Regions from separate parts of the Hordeum vulgare genome. Here all the other regions are linked to region 1. A link is a contact called in public Hi-C data. All regions are on one chromosome and are shown on one strand. Each heading gives the region's core, a stretch centred on a gene start, on an enhancer-like site or on the middle of the called end of the contact. The rest is flanking DNA. Distances are from core to core; before and after follow the strand shown.

Region 1 (4,232 bases), core at 193-2,692:
GAAGAAGCCCAGCATGGAGAACATGGCCAGCCGTCCGTTCTTGATCTCCTTCACCTTGAGCAGCGCCGCCTGGTCGGGGTCGGTGGCGAGGCCGAGCGGGTCGAACGGGCCGCCTGGGTGGAGCTTGTCATCGAATTCCTGCCGGAGAAGTTGACGAAACCGTTGGTCAGTACAAGGACGTACGCCTGGCTGCCGTAACGCACATCTACTTCAGGGTACTGACCAGTCCGTTGGTGATCCTGTAGTACTCGGCGCCTCCGACGAGGACGACCTCGGCGACGACGGCGAGGATCAGGTTGATAGGGATGCTGTTGCCGAAGTAGTTGAGGGTGTTGCCGTCAAGGAGCAGGGCGCCGGTCTGCAGGATGTTGTTTATGACACGGTGAGTTATTCAAACTTCCAAAGTTCTGAACCTGAAGCTCTGAAAACTGACGATCGGCATTCAGCAATTACCTTGAACCAAACGGCCTCGGGGCCGCAGTTCGCGCCAAACTTGTTGAGCGCCTCGGGGATGATGAATCCGGCGGCGCCGAGCATGGCCCACCTGGCATGGATGAGCTCAAAGGCCTGGTACCTGCAGAATCGAGGTGTAGGGCAGGATTGCTTAGTCGAGAGAATATGTTCTGAAATTCGATAGAATACTTCACAGATTAGTCCACACTTGCAAAATGCAGATTACTGCTGTACTTACTTGGCGAAGTCCTCTGGCTTCTTGCCCAGACCAAAAGGATCGTAGCCGTAGCTGCAAGTCCAAAGGGAAAGCAAGCAATTGGTTCAGATGCATATCACTTATGTTTACTTACATGAGCATTTCAGCCATGTGAGAGCTTGTGGAGTACTATGCTGCTAAAGGAAACAGTCTTGTGCTATGAAGATTGCTCTCGCAGAGCTGTGGCAAAGCATGACTAATGTATGGTGTGTAGAGTAAATGGAGTGAGGCCTATGACTTACTCTCCGGGAACCTCGCCGTTGAGGTACTCCGGCACCTCCGACCGGTCAAGGAGGCCGTTGGGCAAGTAGATCCTCCTGTCAGGGCCTGAAACAAATAGAAGACATATTTAGATACATATGTACGAATATTCAGAACTGAACAAGTTACCTGGAAAGAGCGCAATCTCCGTCAGATTTCTTCGTACTCACCGTACCACTTGGCGAGTTCGTCGTCGATGCCGGCGCTCGAGGTGGCCACGGGCGCGGGCTTCGGCTTCGGGGCAGGCTTCTTGTTGAAGCGGTCGAAGAGGGAGACGATCTTCTGCGCGCCGGCAGTCGGCGCCGCTGTGGCATACCTGGAGGAGCCGGCGAAGTCGAGCCGGGTGCCGAGCATCTTGGTCGGAGCGAGCGCCGCCATTGCCTCAAGCCCAAGGTTGGGAGGGAGAAGGGGCGTGCAGCAGAGGGGCGTGCTCAGCTCAGCAGGAAGGGAGGATGTGATGGGTGATTGTGGAGGGAAATGTGGTCTAGTTTAAATGGTTGGAAATGAGGATTGGAGGATGTTGTGGGCCCGTGAAGGATAGGCCGAGGAGGCTGTGATTGGCTCAGTGTTCAGGAGGGCTATCTGTTGCCTGGGCCTGATTGGGCGGGCTGTGCTGACTTGGCAGATGAGGGTGCTGATGTGGCGCCATTAGGGCCGCTTGTTATCTCGTTTATCAGGAGCCATGGGATACCAATTGGTCCAAACATAACGGATGGGGACAGATATCCAATGAGAGATGGAGAGAACCAAGAAAAGAGTTTCAGCCCACACACACCCCCAGAGTTCCATCACAATTTGACAGCACCAAATCAGGCTCAAGTTTTAACATATGATGATGAGATGAGCAACACCGGTAACAGAACATATTCCGACATGTACAACAATCATAAAAAGCATCCATCGGTTCAAACTTTCTTTCTTAACTACCACAATGTTCGACATTTCCAGAATTTCAAAACAAGCTCTACTATTACCTCAGAACACTACTTGAATACAAGCCTACTTACAAATGTTGAAAATGGGATATTACAATGTGACACGGCAGTCTCTATCCAACTAATCACCATCTAAGATAGCAAATAGCAGCAGCCATATATGGTGGTGCAGCTCAGTGCCATTTTTCAATTTGTTTTGAAGTTGCGGTGGCAAGCTTTTTGGTGTTTACGACCAACTCGTCAAACAAACCAGCAATGGTGTCCCTGGAATAGAGAAGAGGAGGAAAGGATGAGCAACATATCGGAACAATACACATTCTTTTGCATGCAACTTGAAGTTATCTTCTGGGTATGGCAAATGCCATAAGGTAGCAACTTTGACGAATCTCAACCATGAGAAACAAAGACTAAGTTGAGGGTGAGATAATACTTATAGTTTCCTTCTCACCACAAACAGAGAACTTGCACATAATCTTCAAGATTTCAAAGTAAACATCAAATCAAATTATGTTCTATTTATGCTACAATCTGCAGGAAACTTTTTAGCATATTACTGCAGTAAAACACATACGCATTAACTGAGAGATGAGGGAGTAGTGTCGGGGCCTCAACTTGATTTTTAACTATGACAAAACAAAACTGCTTAAGTTATGTCTAATACGAGAAAAACAGTGCAGTTTTTGCTGTACAAAAATCAAAATCTCAAAACAATTGGTGTTAAAGTACAGATCAGATTCTCAAATTAATACCAACAAATCTATTTTCTGTAACATTCTATCAGGTCTATTTACGTGAAACACCGAAGCTGTCAGAAATAGAGTAATAGCAGAATATGACATTACAGTTTTTGTCACGAGTCAGGAATGAGATGCTATTCTTGTTTGTTTTATGGGCATGGTTACATTATGCATACACGGGATACTTGGATGTCACTTCAAATATCCCACTGTTGCACCTGTTACCATCTTGACAGGAATGTTTTTTTAGAAAGAAATAGGAATAACTAATAAGGCTGTGAAGCGTGTACACTAGTCCTCTAAAAGCTCATGGGTTCAAGGATTAGGTTGTGTGATTAGGATTCGTCCAGACAATTTACACCATGTTAGGCCTTTCAGGGTTATTTTTCAACAAGACAGGAGATAGTCATTAAATTAGCATATTTCACATAGAAATGTTATTTCACGATGTTCAGTGAGGAACCAAAAAAATTGGTGTGATTTTCCATGATTTGCACTTAGCCCTAGATATTTCCACTTCATTTTATTTTTTATCATGTAACACCATCGCTCGATGAGCTCCTGGACAGGATCAAGGATGAGACCAGATGTTGGGCAAGAGTCGGGGCCAAAGGGCTCAGGGTAATCTTGCCCACATCCTGGGATGTTCACTGGTCCTCATGTAATGCTGCTGTACTAGCCTCTTAGGAGGATGTAAGCCCCCCTTATTTTCAATACAATGAAACGCAAAGGCTTTTTGCGTTTTCTCGAAGAAAAAAAATTAGGTGTTTAAGTCATCAAGTGTTGCATGCTATAATATGTGTATAGTTTATTACTGTAGTTTAGACGAAACAGGTAGTGCTAATAGGGGTGTCAAAAAATGTTTCAGTTCAATCTGTCATCAGTGGAGCCATCATATATAAATTTTTGAAATGGCACCACTGTTGACATCACATGGAAAGAAGCAAAGTGAACTATGGCTTCACAGCCGGTTTTGGATGGGTCGTACCTGAATACTCCTAGGTGCTAGTATGTTACAGAACAATAATATAACTTATAAGGTCATATTGTGTACTGCCAAATGCGGGAAAGGAGGGAGCTCAAGTTAAAATAGATTTGGCTCTGCCATGGAATTGACTGCTCAGTTCATTTTCTTCCTTTTGCCTTTCACACTGCAATTCTGAATAAAGTTCTTGTTCTAGGTTATTCCAGTCAAATTGCCAATCATGTCCACTTCGAATAACTATTATGTGTGGGACTGCTTGAAGAGATCTTTTCATTTCAAATCATAAGCAAGCTTGTTTAAGGTTCTTTCTCCAATCTCATTTGGTAAGTTATGTAATTTAAGTCCAAACAATATCAATAAAAAAAGATTCATAAGTCAATTTTCTCTTGTTCTTTTACCAACTACTTGGATTGTTCGTTTCAAGCCAGTTGATAATATTTCCACTTTACCCTTCAGATTGCTCTGCTGCCAAATTCACTTACATGACCAACTGTAACTAGAGTAAAACTTCAAAGATAATAGATATTACAAGGTTAGGCAACAAGGCATAACACGTATAGGTATGTCTGTTGCACAAATCCCTCTTAAGTATTTCATGGCCATAC
Region 2 (3,955 bases), core at 430-2,929, 270 kb before region 1:
ACCCCCTAAGCGCGTGGGGCTGTTAAAGAAAGACCTGGCAGAAATGCTCGCTTTGGGGGCAGGGGAATGTTACAAGACAAAGACCACAATCACTGCTCACTGGTCTCTAGACAAGCAAGCAGACAAAGAAAAAAAAGTTGCAGGATCCAAGGCTAGGGTTTAAGTGGGCCTGATGACAGTAGTAGTAATATCTTTGCACACCCCAAGGTGTGCTAGGAGCAGCAGCAGTAGTAGCTGCTAGCATCTCAAATCATCATCCAGATGGGCAATGATCAGGGGAGAATCCCTGAGGCGGCATCTTGTGCCTGCCTGTGTGTTGTGTGTGACCCGGAGTCAACCAGTGATTTAACTGTAGGATCTGCTTGATTAGGACATGAGTGTTTATCACTCTAATCAGCTAGCCTTGTGTCATGTTCAGAGCCCTGCAAATCGGAGCGCTGTTTTTACCCTTTGCACATTTCTAGCAAGCGTGAGACGGATGATTGGTTAGTGGTTTGGTCATGGGGGGTTATGATTAGGACAGTGGGGGGTGTGGTGGTCAACTCCTAGGCCACAATGGTGCATCCTGTGTGATACAGACAAACCCACTATATACGCCCTGCTAAAGCCTGACGACCGAGGCCGCTAATACCCCTCCCTCCTTTTTGTTGCTTGCATTGCATGCATCCTGCTTAATCGCGTGGCACAATTCGCACCACAAAGGCAGAAAGCATCCTACTCCTGGCTTCTTCTTCTTTTTTCTCGTCCTGTTTTTTTTCTTCTTCTTCTTCTTCCTGACGATAACATGTTGAGTTTACGTCCTGGCGCGACGTTTAATTCCCATGTGAACTTGTGAAGAGACAAGCGCCGTTGGTACTTGGTAGCCGATTAGCCGCGGCCGTAGCAGTTATGAGGCGCGATCAGGGGAGATGAGCGTCCACGATGAATGAATTGCAGGTAGGAGTATCTTCCGACAGCGGGATTTGATGAGGGTAGCGCTTGCTTATGCATGAGAAATATAAATGCATACTACGAGTAGCCAGCAGCACGAGGCGAGAGCTTGTGAATGAATGCAATGCAATGCATAGAGCCCATGAGAGCATTGATTAAGTGAGCGCCTAACCTAAATCGATCCATCCGTCCTTCCCTGTTCTTTGGCTCGCTGGCTGTGATGAGAGAGAAACGGGAAGGGGCGTCGAAAAGAAACAAGCAGGGGATGACGGGCACAGTGGAGTGGAGTGGAGTGGAGTGGAGGCATGCCACCGGTGCTGTTCCCTTCACCTTCTCTCTCTCTCTCTCTCGGTTTGCTTCTGACACAGCACAACCCGCTCCCTCCATCACTCTATCAAGTACTGCTGCACGAGACGAGAGCTTGCTTGGTTTCCTGATAGTGCAAGCAAAGCAAGCGCCAGACACTACACACACATCCATTCTCTTCTTTCTTTTGGGTTATTATTTACAGCACGGGCGAGCGAGCACTAGAAGAAACACAGCCTAGCACACCTTGCCATCTGCCCAAGCTTCCTTCACTTATCCCTTCTCTCTCTCGCTCGCTCCTCTGGCTAATAAGCACAGCACAGACAGATCCTCAACAATCTCCATACTTTACACTAGGAGCATTATTTTCCTTGTAGTATTGCCGCTCTGCGCTGTGGATGTGGCTTTAGCCCCTAGGCCATAGGCCCTAGGCCCTAGACGCCCTGGTCACCTCAGTGCCATGGTGGAAGCTGCAAAGGCTGGAGGCCTTGCTCCTTCCTTCCTTGTCCTCTTGATTACCCCTTGACAAACACCAAGGTTCGTTTGCTTTTGGTCTCTTCTCTTCTCACCTCTCTCTCCTCCTTCACTGTACAAGCAGTGCAGTAGAAGAGGAGAAAAACTGTCCATGAAGCTCCTCCTCCTCCCCCCATGCTTAGCTAGCTCTTAGTCCTTGACTCCTTGGTGGTGTGGTGTGTGGGAGAGGAAGAGGGGGGAGGGGAGAGAGGTCAAAGGAAGCAGGCTGGTCCATACATTAGTCCATCCATTCCACACAGAAAAAACATCTCCTAGCACCACCACTAGCAGCTTGCTTGCCTCTGCTGCTGCTGCTACTACTAGTACTCGTAGTAACTAGTAAAACTCGCGTCCACGACTAACCCCTCGCTCGATCGCTCGCTCGCCCGCTTTGCCAAGCCAAGAACAGCCCCACTGTTCATCATCATCCATCCATCCATCCTCGTTGCGAGTGAGTACAGCTAGCATAGCAGCAGCCTTCTTCTTCTTCTTCTTCTTCTAAAGCTTCCCCTCCTTTCCTTCCTCCCTTCTAATCTTGTTTGCATGGGCAAGAGGATGAGCCCAGCAAAGTAGAGGCTAAGCTAGGCCACGCAGGAGCAGGATATTGTTGTGTAGTATTTTGCATTTATTTATTGGGTATTTGTGTTTGTATTTGTATGGTGTAATTGAGCAGCTAGCTAGCTAGATTATGTATGTGTGCTTGGGGTTGGGGGTTTGCAAGTGGCGCCGCTAGCATCTTCTTGATAAGGTCCCCAAGATCCCACACCACACCACACCATGCACCTCTCCCTCTCTCTCTCTCTCTCTCTCACGCACACATCGCCTTCCTTTTTCTTCTCTCTTTTCTTTACTGCCTTGTATTGAGAGTCCCGAGAAACACTGAATTTTTGTTGGCGTTGAGTTGGAGGCGCCATTGGCCTTTTCTTGCCCTCTCTCATGGTTTCCATTGTGCAGCTGCAGAGAAGGCGAACAGAAGCAGCAGCGGCAGAGCCACCAGCGAGAAGCTTCCTTCCGGACAGGGAGGAGGGGGAAAGGATGGATCTTTCTGTGCCCCGAGGGGAGTTCCCGATCCCAATGCACGCCGCCGCCGCCTCGCCCTATGGAGGCGGCATCGGCGGCGGGGGCGTCGCCGTCGCCGACCATGCCATGGACCTCCACCACGACCACGCCAACCATAACGGCCAGTCCCAGCCCCAGGCGCAGGACATGGCCTCGCCGCCTGCTGCTGTGTCGGAGGACAGCTCCGGGAAGAAGCGCGCGGCGGCCATTGCCGGCGGAGGCGGGGGAGGGCCGGCGGTCAAGTACCGGGAGTGCCTCAAGAACCACGCGGCGGCCATCGGCGGCAACGCCACCGACGGGTGCGGCGAGTTCATGCCCAGCGGCGAGGAGGGCTCGCTGGAGGCGCTCAAGTGCTCCGCCTGCGGCTGCCACCGCAATTTCCACCGCAAGGAGCTCGACGACTTGGACGGCGACAGCTGCGCCTCGCACGGCTACGGCTACGGGCACCACGCCGTCCGCCGCCTGCTCGGCCCCGCCGTGTCGCACTCGCACCACCACAAAAGCAGCGGGGGCCTCCTCGTCACCGCGGACCACTACGGCGCCTACGCCGCGGCACGCGCGCTCCCCCCGCCTCCGCCCCCACTGCCTGGACACCACCACCAGATCATCATGCCGCTCAACATGATCCAGACGTCCGAGTCGGACGAGATGGACGGCATCATGGGCGACGGCAGGGGCGGGCTAGCCTCAGGCGGCGGCGGCGGCTCCTCCTCGTCCAAGAAGCGCTTCCGCACCAAGTTCACCGCCGAGCAGAAGGGGCGCATGCTGGAGTTCGCGGAGGGCGTGGGGTGGCGCCTCCAGAAGCTGGACGACGCCATGGTGCAGCACTTCTGCCAGGAGATCGGCGTCAAGCGCCGCGTCCTCAAGGTCTGGATGCACAACAACAAGCACAACCTCGCCAGTAGGCCGCCCCCTACCTCGCCGCCGCAGCCAATGCCGGTGGCGATGTCAATGCCGATGCCGCTGGGCATGTCAATGCCGATGCAAGTGCCGCCGCCGTCGCAGCCCGGGCCTTCGGGCCACCGCGGCCCGAGCTCCCCACACGGGGAGCTCAAGCTCGACTGACGGCACAAAGAAGATGAAATTAACCGTGGTGCCTGTCCGTCAACGGCGCCATGGTTGCTGATTCTACCACTAGCGTTAGTAA
Region 3 (4,572 bases), core at 771-3,270, 300 kb after region 1:
ACCTGTCCACGAAGGTCTCTTCCTGCAAGCAATCGAAGAAGAAGCAAGAATATGATAAAATCAATCTGAATATTGCGAATATATATGAAGTATTGATAAGGTGGGGATCCGAAAGCGGTCTTGGTCTGGTCGTTGGACACAAACGAAGTACACGAAGTTGCAATGGCTAACTTTTAATTAAACAAATCCCAAGTCTAAACGGTGTCCTAAGGGTTGTATATATGAGGGAATAGAGAGAGTATTTCGTGACCCTTGGAGGAGGGGGTCCAAAAACAACCCTAAACTCGGTTTCCCCACACATAAGAACTCTAAAAACAGCCTACATTATGATATTTTTAAATTACATGGGCCTGGCCCAAAAATAAGGTGATACAACACCTATAATAGCCTATGGACGAAATTTATAAAGTGGCGTCTTGAATATTTCCTCCAAGCCTTCATTTTCTCCTTACGGTGGCTTTAAAGTGCGAAAATCACAAGTGGAAGCTCCATTGTTCTTTCCCGCGCGTCCACCTTCTTCTACATGCATGCTTGATCCCGCTCCAACGGATATCCTTCTTGTCCATGCTAGGTCCTTCATTCATAAGTATAACAAAAATATCTATCTTAGGCAGCATCATATGTTCATGAACATTAGAAGGATTTCCAAGAAATGGGCGTACGTGGTAATTCAATTGTCGTGCGGGAGCTCTAGTAACTGGTCCAGTATGTATAGCAGCTAGGGTTGTGGGTGTAACAATGGTGTTGATGTCCTCATCAAGGTCTATATTTTTATGATACAAACTTTGCTAGTTGAAAGCATAAGATGAAAAATGCATATTCTTGGTCATAATCCTGTCGTTTGGGCTGTTGTTCGTATTGGCATGCAAGGTGATTTCTTCGAAAAGGGAACTTATTAAAAGATGAAATTCCTGCAATAAGAATATGAGATAAGATATATTTATGAGTCGATCGGATCGTGATGCGAGAGCGGAAGAATTGAAGATGTTGCAATACAATGCTCAAGCCTTTGACATCATGGTCAACTGCTCGTGCCCCGAAGAATTCTACAAAAGCGGCCGCCTTGAGTATGCAAAGGAAATTTGGAATACTTTGATTGATATGCACGAAGGTACTGATTCTGTCAGGTAATCTAAGTTAGATGTGCCTCAAAGTCAGCTTGACAAGTTCAAGATGAAGGATGGTGAAAGTGTCGCTGAGATGTACTTTAGGATAGCTCTTATCACAAATGAGATTGCCGGCTTAGGAAGCGAAGAGATTACCGACAAATTCATCAGCAACAAGATACTTAGAGCCTTAGATGGAAGATACGACACCGTGTGTACATTAATCTAAATGATGTCAAACTACAAGAATCTTAAGCCAATTGAAGTCACTTGACTCATGAAATGTCTTTCAAGGACAAAGATGAGTTGCACAATAAGTCAAGTGATGCATACAAAGGTTAAAGTGATACTCCTACTACTTAAAATGACAATTTTTTATCAATGAAGAGCCTTCGTGGACTGTGCTACCGTCAGCCTTCGTCGACCTCATCAGCGATGACGATGGTGCCGATGGTGATTATGTCTAGGGCAGCGTGTTGTGTGCTTGAGGATTTTTGTGTTTCCAAATTTATAGTTTATGGATATTTAAGTGGACTTTGGCGACTGTTGATCTTCTGTTTAATATATATATAATCTTGTTAAATTTAGGCGCATGTTTTAAACTTATTTTTTTAATCTACACAAAGGAAAATGTATCGGTCTTGCGTTGAACGACGCGGTCGATTCAGATAAAAATATGAATATACTTGGGTCGATCCAAACGGACGAACAACAAAATGTTGCGTCGGTTTGGTCGTCGCGTTGGAGTTGCTCGGCCACGTCGTCGGTTCGTTCATGCTACTCGTTCCAGGCCACTCAGGCCGCAACTGGACAGCAACCTATAAATGTGTCCGCTTGTCTTCCCCACACCCACACGCTGTCACGAAGCCTCGTGTCCGTCCTTTTATCTTCGCTGTATGGCCATGGACGCTCCACCCCACACAACCACCCCGCCCTCCTCCACCACCCTAACCCCTCCGCCCCCACACGCCTCCCTGCATTCCACTTCCACCCCATGGCGGCCATTACCACCACAACCGCGTCCTCCTCGTTCCTCCACCGCCGTATCTCCTCGTCACCAGCAACAACCACCACCCCGCGTAGCCACCTAGTTCCCTTCCACGCGCGCAACCGGTGCCACCCCAGGCTCACCTGCCGCGCCACCGATGTGTCCGGGGCCGAGCCCTCGGCGCCACCGGAGACCGGACGGGGCAGCAGCTGGGTACCTGTGGTGCCGCTGGCGGCACTCCCGCGGGGAGAGCGCCGTGTGATCGTACAGGACGGGGAGGAGATCCTGCTTCTCTGGTACAAGGATGACGTCTTCGCCATCGAGAACCGCTCCCCGGCCGAGGGCGCGTACACCGAGGGTCTCCTCAACGCCAAGCTCACGCAGGTAAACTGCTCGGCAAAATGCCTGCATGTACTCTCTACCCGACTTAAGTTTGCTCATCTCATCTGTGTACTCTTTCGGAAGGTTAAGGTCACACAGTCAGTTTTTCGAAGTGCTCTATAGAATTGTAGGCGAAGCACCAACTGTTGGACAAGATACATACTAAAGGGTGCATACAGAGTACACAGATTAAGCTGATGACGATTAATTGACCTTCAGCACAAAATTTCGGCTTCTATTTTATATCAGCACAAAATTTCCATTTTCTCGGTTAATTGACCTTCAACACACTGAGGCTGATTAAGCTGATGGACATGGAGCTCTACATTATTTTTAAAAGGAGGATCGCCCTCAAAAAATTTCCACGAAATTCAAGGTCCAATAAGAGCTCAAAGAATAGAGCCCGCAAAAATAAAGTAAAGACACAGGCAGCATCTAGCAAAACAATAACAGCCTACAATGACTAAACACCTAACCTATTAGTTTGCTGTCATCCATATCGATTGAAGATAGCCCGTGCTGCCGTCTCTCATCGGTTGCACCCAATAACCAAAAATTCCTTGGATTCCGCAGACGTGAGTAACGACCAGGTATGGATCCAAACAGTACCTGTAGTTGCTTCGACATCTCAAAGTTTGGCGGCTCTCATAGCACGCCCCAACTGCAGGTCATCCGCATGAGGCTGGCCCTGAATCCGGTGACTGACGCGCCTGTCAGCAGTATCCGGGTCCGGAATCCCTCCGAAAGCGATGACCTCCTCGGTGGTGATAGCAGCCGGGGTGTAACCTCCTGCCACATTCCCAGCTGCGTTCGCGATGACATCCTCCGTTACCTCTGTTTGTGCAATGACCCCGCCTGATCCCGCCAGTGCCAAAGTAGTCGCCACTACCCCATGTGGGCTGGGGGTGGGGGGAGTAGGACGGCGATCATGGTGAATTTGGTCAGGCTAGGTGAGCCTCCTCTCGTGGTCCCTCACCTCCTTCTGAGCCGACGGGCCATATATCCGCGCTGGAGACTGGGTCATCTCCAGTACCGGTCCTCCTGTGCTGTCAATCATCTCCCTTGGTAACTCCGACTGTCCGCCATCCTCAACAAAAATATCAAATATATACTCTCCATCCTCTACATCAACTATATCGCCCCATAGGTGACTCGGTACTGACATCGCCTGAAAGGAGCCGAAGCATAATGAAGCCATCGGAGCAGTAGAAGTACCTGACCCTCTAGGTGTGTGTGTCTCGGAAGATTGAGCGGGCTGTCCCTTCGGTTGCGGCATGGTACCATCGGCACCCTGAGACCCGTCAAGCTCCTGGTTACCGTTCCCATCACCACCGTCAGTCATGTCTACATCTGTGTTTTTCTCATTAACATCCTCAACATGGTTATCCTCAATGTCAACCTGCAAGTCATATACCGATCCATCATAGGTCCATGGAACCTCATTTGGTACATATTCCACGTGTAGCACACTGACCAGCAATCTCGCGCTCCCATGCGTACGTGTGAAGGGCATGTCCACCTTCACAGTTTTACCAATGAGAGAACCCAAACTCGAGACCATGAGAAAGTCAAAGGGCTCCTCTGGCACCCCTGTGAGTCTTATCCAGATCTGGTCAAGTGACCTCCCCTTCGGCGTTAGTTTTTTGCATTCATCAAACTCAAGAGGACATTTACTACCAGGGACCTTACTGAAGCCAAACTTCAAAAGTTGGTTAAGATCCTCCCTCCTAGGAAACTCTACTCTGTAAATCTGCTCCTCTACTCTGACGGGAGCCCAGGTAAACGATTCCGACACAAGCCGTCCAAGCTGCTGAGCCACCTGCTCCGCTGTCAATGCCCCATGCGAAACCTTCCCTAAACCATTAGTTGAGACCGCCGAGTGACGCCTCTGTGAGACCGCATGAGGAGTTTCAAAAAACATAAGTCTGTTATCGCTGGATCCATATATCGTCACATTAGGTTTAGGTGCGAGCAACAATGGACATTCATCAGCCTTGTGTCCCCGTTTCAGGCAGATGTCACATAATTCTGCCATGCAGCCAGTCGCAAAATGACCTGGCTCTCCACACTTGTAGCACGCATGTTATCACCTTTGTC

The links. A called contact is a pair of places that touch in the nucleus more often than the background predicts.
Region 2: a Hi-C map of leaf shows a contact between it and region 1, with 4 times the contacts expected there. The contact joins the promoter of LOC123447836 here to the promoter of LOC123447837 in region 1. A contact is called at or near these places in 4 of 6 Hi-C or Micro-C datasets (leaf and seedling) and 1 of 1 datasets of contacts at active chromatin or transcription factors (embryo).
Region 3: a contact with region 1 is called in a Hi-C map of leaf, with 4 times the contacts expected there. The contact joins the promoter of LOC123447843 here to the promoter of LOC123447837 in region 1. A contact is called at or near these places in 4 of 6 Hi-C or Micro-C datasets (leaf and seedling).

The regions. Positions count from the first base shown.
Region 1 is chr4H:51,817,118-51,821,349 of MorexV3_pseudomolecules_assembly, forward strand. It overlaps LOC123447837 (chlorophyll a-b binding protein CP26, chloroplastic), which reads right to left and starts at 1,443. Exons shown (of 6, transcript XM_045124530.1): 1 at 1,141-1,443; 2 at 952-1,036; 3 at 692-742; 4 at 454-574; 5 at 224-358; 6 at 1-138. The coding sequence starts at 1,348. It overlaps LOC123447838 (protein TRIGALACTOSYLDIACYLGLYCEROL 5, chloroplastic), which reads right to left. Exons shown (of 3, transcript XM_045124531.1): 3 at 1,871-2,169. The coding sequence ends at 2,079.
Region 2 is chr4H:51,546,832-51,550,786 of MorexV3_pseudomolecules_assembly, forward strand. LOC123447836 (zinc-finger homeodomain protein 4-like) reads left to right here and starts at 1,680. Exons shown (of 2, transcript XM_045124529.1): 1 at 1,680-1,773; 2 at 2,704-3,955. The coding sequence starts at 2,785. The coding sequence ends at 3,873.
Region 3 is chr4H:52,114,078-52,118,649 of MorexV3_pseudomolecules_assembly, forward strand. LOC123447843 reads left to right here and starts at 2,021. Exons shown (of 3, transcript XM_045124538.1): 1 at 2,021-2,478. The coding sequence starts at 2,101.